2 separate regions of the Macaca mulatta genome follow, and region 1 is linked to region 2. Evidence: chromatin contacts called from public Hi-C data. All regions are on one chromosome and are shown on one strand. Each heading gives the region's core, a stretch centred on a gene start, on an enhancer-like site or on the middle of the called end of the contact. The rest is flanking DNA. Distances are from core to core; before and after follow the strand shown.

Region 1 (4,887 bases), core at 1,913-4,412, 160 kb after region 2:
GACGACAGGCGGGCCCCGCCGGCCGCTGCGCCCAGCGCGTCGGGGCGCTCCTGAGGAAGGAGAGGTGTGCGTTAGGTGATCCACTGGCAGCTGAAAGGACCCCAGCCCGCAAGGCTCCTCCTCAGCTCGGGAGGGTCCAGCCGCCGTCCCTCCCGCTTCCTAGGGCCGGAGGTTTATTTCCCAGCCACCCGCGAGCGCAGGAGCCTCAGGCTGGGGACAGCGGTCACTTGCGCATAGCGTTCTCAGCTGACGGAGTCCCTACGGCCCCCTCCCTCTGAGATTTCGTTGGCGCGGGGCAGGAGGGTTGGAAAGTCCAGCACTCAGGCGCCCCGATCCCCCGGCCGAGTATGTCCCGGGCCCGAGACTACTCACCATGGCAGAGTAGGTGTGCACCAGCATGGGGTGGTGAGTGCGGGGCGCGAGGCGTGGCGGTAGCCGAGCCCTAGCCCGACGGCGAGCGCTGCGGGTAGAGGCGCGGGGAGCCCGCACAGCCGGCGGGGGTCACGGTGCGGTAGCCGGGTGCGACCCAGCCGGGATCCTAGTGTGCGTGGGGTCCTCAGCGGTGGCCGTTCCGGTGCGGGTCCATGGAGGCAGGACGGACGGGCACTGATCGCACTTGGAAAAGTCGGTCAACGGGTGCCCAGCGCCCGCCCTTCCTCCTCTGAGCGTAGCCTGCTCCATGCACTCCAGTTATAGTGGCGGGGGCGCGCCGGGCCTCCGGGGGCGCGCATTAAAGGGACAAGCTATGGCAGTTCTCTCCCTTTACCCCAGTGGCCGCCAAAGGGGAGGCAATGGCTTTGGCGGGATTGGGTAGGGTGAGTGGGGGGCGTGAATTCAGCCCACGTTGATCTGAGCCACCTTCTGGGCTCGCAGCTCGCAGCTGCAGTGAAACAGAAAGATTCGAGGCTGGGACGCAAGGGCCCTACATTTGTTTGGCTCTATCGCATCCTTACCTTTAAGCAAAGCACTATTCTTCGCTGACCTCAGCTTCCTCGGTAAAATAGGTATCAATCCTTTCTCTAAGCACCTCAAGAGACTTTGGATGAGGTGGGCAATCGGGAACGTGGAATAAGTTTGTGAGCTGCAGACTCAAGCCTATCTGCTCATGCGCACAGGTGTGCCTGTGTGTGTTTGTGTGTAGGGGGTCTACCATCACAGTCTCTCCTGAATGGTTCTGGATCAAAATCCCCCGAAGGCGCCCACTTCACTCAGGCTTCCTGGGCTGAAAAATTCCAAGGCCAAACCAGGCTCTGAGGGAGTTGGAGACACAAGCTGGCCAGACAGAGAGAGACTTACTTGGGATGGATTTGGGTATGAGCTCCACCTGACCAGGGGCCAAGATATTTCTGAAGCCCCAGGCGACCTGGGCTGATTGAGTGTGGGCATGAGATACCCAGAGACTGTTGAGTGACTGTGTGTAACTGACTAGCATGGATGCCATGTGATTGTTACGCTAACATGCACAGGCTACATGTTTGTGTGTTACCATGGCAGGCACTCCCTGGCTGTCAAGCAAGTTCCAGTCTTTATAGTCACTCACTCTTTCTTTCTCCCCAAACCCAACCCTCCCCTCCTGAGAAGCAGAGACAGGGATTAAAGATGGACAAATGAGAGGCATGCTAAGGAGAACGGGAATTAAGAAGCAGAAGGAAGATGTTTCTGAAAGCAAGAAGACGTGCAGACCAGGGCGAAGTAGAAATCATCACAGCAGACTTAGTACAGAATGTGCCAGCCTCTGCGCAAAGTGCTTCACGAATATTGGGTTATTTAACACTCACAGCAGCTCTAGGAAAGAGATACCCATATCATCCCCATTTTCAGGGGAGGGGTGAGGCATGGAGAGGTTAAATGGCTTGCCCAAGGTCAAGCAGCTAAGTGGCAGAGCTGGGGTAACCTGGCCTTGGCCCCTCTCTGCTCAGAATCACTATTCTCTACTGCCTCAGACTCAGGGGCTTGGATTTAGTCCCGACTCTGGCTGACTGTGTGATCCTTGCTATGTCCCGTTTCCTCTGTGATCTCAGTTTCTGCAACTTTGACAACACCAATAAAAAAGCAGGGGAAGGCAGAGAAGACTAGTTTTTTTAAGGTCCTTTTTTGTGAAGTAGTAAATGAGAAGATTAAGGCAAAATTATTGATATAGAAGAAGCGGTGATAGTGACACCATTAACTCGTGGAATGTATGGTTCTTTTATTTTTTTTTAGGCGGAGTTTCACTGTTGTTGCCCAGGCTGGAGTGCAATGGCACGATCTCGGCTCACCACAACCTCCGCCTCCCAGGCTCAAGCAATTCTCCTGCCTCAGCCTCCCTAGTAGCTGGGATTATAGGCATGCGCCACCACGCCCAGCTAATTTTGTATTTTTAGTAGAGACGGGGTTTCTCCATGTTGGTCGGGCTAGTCTCGAACTCCCGACCTCAGGTGATCCACCCGCCTCGGCCTCCCAAAGTGCTGGGATTACAGGCGTGAGCCACTGCACCCGGCCTGGAATGTATGGTTCTAAGTGGGTATCCCAGAAGGCGCATGGCAGGTGCAGAGCTCAGGGCTGGATGATCTCAGCCTGGGGAGCGGTGGGGAAAGAAGGAGGCTAGAAGCCAAGGATTCATCATTAAGAACTTTCCGAAGTCTGGAACCACCAGCGAGGGTGGTGGATGAAGCAGAATTGGGAAGCTCTGCAACTTTCCTGCCCAAGATGGGTCAGAGATCAGGAGTGTGTGTATCTATATATGAGGGAGTCTGTGGCAACACCCTCTTCCTCCCTCTCTCAGCCCCAGCCACATGGCATCAGAAGTCAAGCTCCAGGACAGGTGTCAGTGCGTGAATAGAAGTTGGTGGACTGACTCCTTTGGGAGAAGTCTAGGAGCAGCAAAGGAGATGATGCCTGTGCCCAGCTGCAGGGATGCCCCTGCTCTCACCAGAAGCTTGGGAAGGCCAGAGTGACGGGATGTGCTGCCTGTCTGCGGCTTCCTTGGGTTTCCCCAATCTACTTCCTACAGCTTTGATAGCCCCTTCTTGCCTCATTCTCCTCCTCTGACCATTTCTGTCTTCTCTTCTGTTTCTCTTTCACCTACATGCTTCAGGTCAGTAACTCTTTCTCAGAGCGGAGAAGCTTCTGCTTTTTCTTCCTATCTGTGCTCTTCATGAGTGAGCTCATCCCCTCTCAAGTCCTTTTTTTTTTTTTTTTTTTTTTTTTTTTTTTTTTGAGACGGAGTCTCGCTCTGTCACCCAGGCTGGAGTGCTGTGGCCGGATCTCAGCTCACTGCAAGCTCCGCCTCCCGGGTTCCCGCCATTCTCCTGCCTCAGCCTCCCGAGTAGCCGGGACTACAGGCGCCCGCCACCTCGCCCGGCTAGTTTTTTTTTTTTTTTTTTTGTATTTTTTAGTAGAGACGGGGTTTCACCGTGTTAGCCAGGATGGTCTCGATCTCCTGACCTCGTGATCCGCCCGTCTCGGCCTCCCAAAGTGCTGGGATTACAGGCTTGAGCCACCGCGCCCGGCCCTTTTTTTTTTTTTTTTTTAATACAGAGTCTTACTCTGTTGCCTGGGCTGGAATGCAATGGTGCACTCTTGGCTCACTGCAACCTCCACCTCCTGGGTTCGAGCAATTCTCATGCCTCAGTTGCCTGAGTAACTGGGATTACAGGGGCCCACCACCATGCCCGGCTAATTTTTGTATTTTTAGTAGAGACAGGGTTTCACCGTGTTGGCCAGGCTGGTCTCGAACTCCTGACCTCAAGTGATTGCCCGCCTCAGCCTCCCTAAGTGCTGAGATTACAGGCATGAGCCTTCATGCCCGGCCCAAGTCTTTAATAACTACCTGTCTGCTGTTTTCTCCCAACTGTGTTATCTCTGGCCTGGATCACTAGTGAGGGATCCAGACCCATAGACACAGTCGCCAGCTGTATATTTTCTCCAGACATCTCATTGCAGATTGCAGCCATTTGAAATTTTCCAAGTCCAACACTGAACTCAACATCTCCTCCACCATCCCCACCACCAACCCCAACCTGCTTCTCCTCCTTTGCTCTGTAGTTTCATAAATGACACCACCCTCCTTCAAGTTCAAAACTTGCTAGTCATCCCAGAAAAGCCTAGGACCTTTCCTTAACCCCCACCAGCTAATCCTTATGGAGTGTTGCCATTTCTAACCCTTAGACATCCACTCACAGAAGGTATGTAGTGGAGAATTGAGGCAGGTATCCCAAAGGGCACAATGCACCCCTGTCTCAGCACCTTATGCTACCTTACTCTTACTCATAGACCAGTGGCTCTCAAAGTGAGAGTCCAGGAGTTTGAGACCAGCCTGGGCAACACAGCCAAATTGTGGTTCCTGGACCAGCATCACCAACAATATCTGGGAGCTTGCTAGAAGTCCCAGTTCTTGGATCCCACTCATGACCTTCTGAGTCAGTAACTCTGGGGTGGAGCCCAGCAACCTGTGTTATTAATAAGTCCTTAAGGTGACGCAGAGGCACACTGAAGTTTGAGAACCACTATCTAGGCCATTGCAATAACTCTCTAACTGATCTCCTGACTTTATTCGTATCTCTTCTGATCCATTTCCAACTCCATTCAGCAACAAGAGTGACTGGACCATGTTACCTCCCTACTAAAAACTTCCCTAGGGTTCCCCATGACCCATCTTCTGGGAAAAAAAAGAGTTCAAACATTCTAATGAGCATTCCAGACTCTGCAGTTGTGACTTTCTTTTCCTCTTTCAGGAACTGCTTCACAGGATTAAAGGAGAAACAGAAAATGTATCTAGCGCTATGCTTGGTGCATGGCAGGTAATCAATTAATGCTTATTAAATACTGTAAATGATAAACAAATCAATGGATGATGTTATGAATTCATTGGCCTATTAAGGGATCCTTTAGGAAGGCTCTACGTGA
Region 2 (4,770 bases), core at 1,898-4,397:
GCAATTCTCCTGCTTCAGCCTCCTGAATAGCTGGGATTACAGATGCGCACCACCATGCCTGGCTAATTTTTGTATTTTTCGTAGAAACGGGGTTTCATCATGTTGGCCAGGCTGGTCTCGAATTCCCAGCCTCAAGTGATCCGCCCGCCTCGGCCTCCCAAAGTGCTGGGATTACAGGTGTGAGCCTCCACACCAGGCCCAATATAGGCTTTAAATCAATGTATATAATGTTTTGTACTTTGCAGCCAGAATGCATAGGAAGAAGAGGTAGAGGTGGTTGTGGCACCTTATATGATTGTACCAAAGGACTAAGAGTTTTGTTCCTGTCTCTGAGATTCTGGGTATTGCAGGTCAGAAGGTGATAGCATCAGCCGGGCATGGTGGTTCACGCCTGTAATCCCAGCACTTTGGGAGGTCGAGGCGGGCGGATCATTTGAGGTCAGGAGTTCGAGATCAGCCTGACCAACATGGTGAAACCCTGTCTGTGCTAAAAATACAAAAATTAGCTGGGTGTGATGGCATGTGCCTGTAATCCCAGCTACTCAGGAGGCTGAGGTAGGAGAATGGCTTGAACCTGGGAGGTGGAAGTTGCAGTGAGCTGAGATCACGCCACTGCACTCCAGCCTGGGTGACAGAGTGAAACTGTCTTGGGAAAAAAAAAAAAAAGATGGTGATAGCGTCGTGGGAGGAACGTTTCTAACCAAGAAACACAAAGATGATTCTCTTGGATTTCAGGCTCCTGGTAGTACTAGAGGAATAGAAGGGGGTGGTCACAGTGTAGACTGGACTGATAATGGCTCTCAAGGAGAAAGGGAGTTACTGCTACCTAATAAGGGTTGAGAGGTGGGTGAGTGGAACCCAGAGACCCTGGGGTCACCACCTTGTGCTATTGTATTAATCAGCATTCTTTTGATTGTCGGTGAAAGAATTCCACTCAAGTTAGGCTTGGCAAAATAAGGCACACAAAACTATAAATTTAGATTCAGGAAACAGGGTCTGCAACATTATCAGAACTTCTGTCTCTCATCTCTGTTTCTTCCCTGCCTCATCTTCCTTTAATTTCATTTCAGAAGATCCCAGACTCCGACTGGCTCACCTGGAGTGGAGTTCCTATCCCTTGATTCTTCAGGCTTTCATTTGACCCACATGGTTAAGCTGGGAGAGACAGAGTCCAAACAGAGGCAGAGAAAGGCTATTCTGGGCAGAACAAACAATTGATGACTTTATGGCTCTGTGGTCTGGGGAGAACTGCATAACCCTAGATCACCAAAGCTGAGAGCCTTTAAGAGTGAGGATTTGGGCCGGGCATAGTGGCTCACGCCTGTAATCCCAGCACTTTGGGAGGCTGAGGTGGGTGGATCACAAGGTCAGGAGATCAAGACCAACCTGACCAACATGGTGAAACCCCATCTCTACTAAAAATACAAAAATTAGCTGACGTGATGCATACACCTGTAATCCCAGCTACTCGGGAGGCTGAGGCAAGAGAATCGCTTGAACCTGAGAGGCATACGTTGCGGTGAACCGAGATTGCACCACTGCACTCCAGCCTAGGCGACAGAGCGAGAATACATCTCAAAAAACAAAAAAAACAACCAACAGTAAGGATTTGGATTTGGGTCACCCCAGGCTGAAGGCCAGGGGAACCTGAAGTGGATAAGGGAAGGGAGAGAACTTAGGCCACAGGATCTGATGTAGAAATGAGGCTGACATCTCCACCTGTATTTTCTTAGCTGGAGGAGTGTGCAAAGTTTGAATTACTTCTGCCTTCTTCTTATTTCCTTTTCCCTCTTAAAATAGTCATCATAATCATAAAAATTTATTTTCCATTTTCCCTGTTTTTGCATATAGGATTTCTTGGTGTGATTTCAATTTGCCAATTAGTATCTAGGTTGCAGAATGGTGACTTGGAATCAAGTTGAAACTGGAAGAGGGTACCTTATATATTAGGGTCAGCAATTACTAAACTCTGTTCTCTTTTATTCCAAACAGTGTCCCCAACTTCACATTTCCCCAGGGTGCAAAAGAGGGGGATCAAGCTTCAGTAGAGTGGAGCTCTGAGAAGAATTCACTAGAGTTTGGAAGCCAGGACCCTTTTTATAACCTTGTTCCTCCTCACCTGGGCAAAAGCACTAGTGCCCACTGCACAGGTGTCATGGACGGGCTCTGTGTCCTGTGGAGAGCCCCCATCCCAGGTACAGGACATCAGCCCTGGGACCTGTCCCAGGCTGGATCTTCTTCTTTCTCTCTCTCTCTCTTTTTTTTTTTTTTTTTGAGACAGAGTCCCACTCTGTTGCCCAGGCTGGAGTGTAGTGGTACAGTCTTGGCTCACTGCAACCTCCACCTCCCAGGTTCAAGCGATTCTCCTGCCTCAGCCTCCCGAGTACCTGGGATTACAGGCGCCCGCCACCACGCCCAGCTAATTTTCCTATTTTAGTAGAGACAGTGTTTCACCATGTTGGCCAGGCTGGTCTCGAACTCCTGACCTCAGGTGATCCGCCGGCCTCGGCCTTCCAAAGTGCTGGGATTACAGGCGTGAGCCACCGCGCCCGGTCTCAGTGACTTTAGTCAAGTAGCACAAAAAGAAATATATAATTCCAAATTGTGATAAATGCTATGAAGAAAAGGAACGTGCCCTGACATACAAGGGGGAACGAATGCGATCTAGGGAGTCAGAGATTTCTCCGAGAAGAGAGCTGAAATAGGAGTAAATCGAGAGGGGGAAGAGACTGCTAGACCGAGGGAACCGTGCGTGCCAAAGCCGCGTGGCGGAAAGGGGCGTGCGGGAGGGTAGCTGCGGAGAGGGAGGGTAGAGGACAAAGCCGGAGAGGCAGACGGAGGGCCGGACGCGCAGAGCCCCGCGGCTGCTGCCTTAGGGGTTGTCCCGGCTGTGGGGAAGTCCTAGAGGAGTTTAAAGCCGGAAGGTGGTGACTAATCAGATTTCACTTGAAAATGGCACGGTGTCTGCAGTGAGGTGAACTGATGGGAAGGGCCCAGCGAACGCCAATAGGAGAGAGCACCGGACCTGAAAGGCCTGGTTCAACGCGGCCCCGCGCGGGGGCGAGGCGGTTCCGGCGCAGAGCCTAGCGCGCGGCTCCGCGGAAAACCGAACCGGCCCACGTGGGCCCGGCCGCTCCGCCCCGCCGCGCAGACGCCGCCTGACTCCGCAGTCCGGACCTGGGGCTGGGCGCGCTGCCCGGGAGCCCCGCACCCACCCTTGGACCGCGGAGACGCCCAGGCCGAGGAACCCCCAGCCCAGGGACTAGACACCACCAGGGCCGGGCGGAGCCATAGCCAGACGCGCCGGATCGGGCGCCTCTAGGCCGTGAGTCGGAGGCGGGGGGCTTGGGGCCCAGCCGCGGGAAGCGGGGAGTCACAGCGGCCTCCGAGGAGACTAGGGAAGGATGGTCTCTGCCTCCTGGGGTGTTCTCCCACTCCCGCAAGGCCAGGAAAGGAGGCTGCCTCCTATTTGGGCGGAGACCTAGTCCTGGGGTGGCGGGGTTCCTATTTTACTATTTCTGAGAACCCTGTGATCCCTAGCGCCACCCCTACCCCATCCCAGCTTCCTTCATGGCCCCATCCAAGTATAGGAAAAATTAAAAATTGGGGCGAGGGGAGATCTGTAGGCACCTTCCCACAAGCCTTGCTTAGAGGGCGATTACAAAGGAACTGTTCCTACACCCTTCTCCCCAGGACTTCTGCCCGTTGCTGGGGGTGGGGAGGGTCCATGCCACCTATGGAGCGCCTCCCAGTGCCGGCTCCACTTACAATATCCTTCCTCTTCATGCTCTTAAATTGTTCTAATCCCAGTGCTGTTTGGTCAGTAGAATTCCTTTGTCAATTCAAATCCTAATTTTGGTTAGAAGCAGGTTATGGAGGAGAGAAGAGTGGTGTGGTATGCCCGCCCTCCAGGGCCTCAGGATGGAGCAAGCTAGGGACAGGGACACAAGATAGTGGCCGTGTTCCAGAGGCATTGGGAGGGAAGTGGGCAGGCTCAGAAGAAAAGCTTGTCACTGGGGAAGGCTGGGCTCCCTGGCTGGGGTAGGAGAGGGAACTGAACCCAGCTCTTCCAGCCCGGGGGAGTCGGGAGTAGCTTCCTGAGCATGGAAATTCACTGCAGTCTCTTCTCCCATTCACTCGCTTAGCAAGTACCAGTATGCACAGATAGCCTGGTTCCGGGCTCTATGCTGGCTGACTCTGGGGAATATGATGGAGGATATATAGGGGAGGTCCAAGCTAGATTACAAACTGCTATTACAAGATCATTGCCACAAACCAAAACTGCCAGTTAAATAGACATTCACTGATCGTCGACCATGTATGCCAGGGACAGACACAAAGTTGGATAAGACAGTGTGTACCCAGGGCAGTGGGGACCCAGAGGAAGGCATAACTAACCGTGCTTGTTTATGTAATATTGATTGCGGCAGTATCAAGACAGCTTCAGAGACATGGGTACATGGAGATATGGGGATATTACAGCTGATTTTGAAGTACAAAAAGGAATTTGCTGGGTGGAGAAGGGAGGAGCTTTGAGGGGAGGGGAGAGGAAGGATATTATAGGCCAAAGGAATACTGTAAGAAGGACAATGGTGTGTTTTGAGATCTCTGGGCAGTTTGCTATGATGGGAGGGACAGAGTGGCAAAAGGCAGGTGTGGAAGGGTGAGCAGAGGCTAGATCAAACAGGGCCTTGTAGGCCACATAGAGGTTTAGCAGGAGTTCAGGGAGGGCATTCTGAGTGGTGACAAGTGAAATTTACATTTGTAACT

The links. A called contact is a pair of places that touch in the nucleus more often than the background predicts.
Region 1: a Hi-C map of liver shows a contact between it and region 2, with 5 times the contacts expected there. The contact joins the promoter of TFAP2E here to the promoter of C1H1orf216 in region 2. A contact is called at or near these places in 7 of 14 Hi-C or Micro-C datasets (CD4 T cells, cortical neurons, fetal cortex germinal zone and 3 more) and 2 of 4 datasets of contacts at active chromatin or transcription factors (intermediate progenitor cells and interneurons).

Annotation. Positions count from the first base shown.
Region 1 is chr1:205,259,959-205,264,845 of T2T-MMU8v2.0, forward strand. TFAP2E (transcription factor AP-2 epsilon) reads right to left here and starts at 3,163. Exons shown (of 7, transcript XM_077963966.1): 1 at 373-3,163; 2 at 1-50. The coding sequence starts at 399.
Region 2 is chr1:205,100,954-205,105,723 of T2T-MMU8v2.0, forward strand. C1H1orf216 (chromosome 1 C1orf216 homolog) reads left to right here and starts at 3,148. Exons shown (of 2, transcript XM_077964089.1): 1 at 3,148-3,325.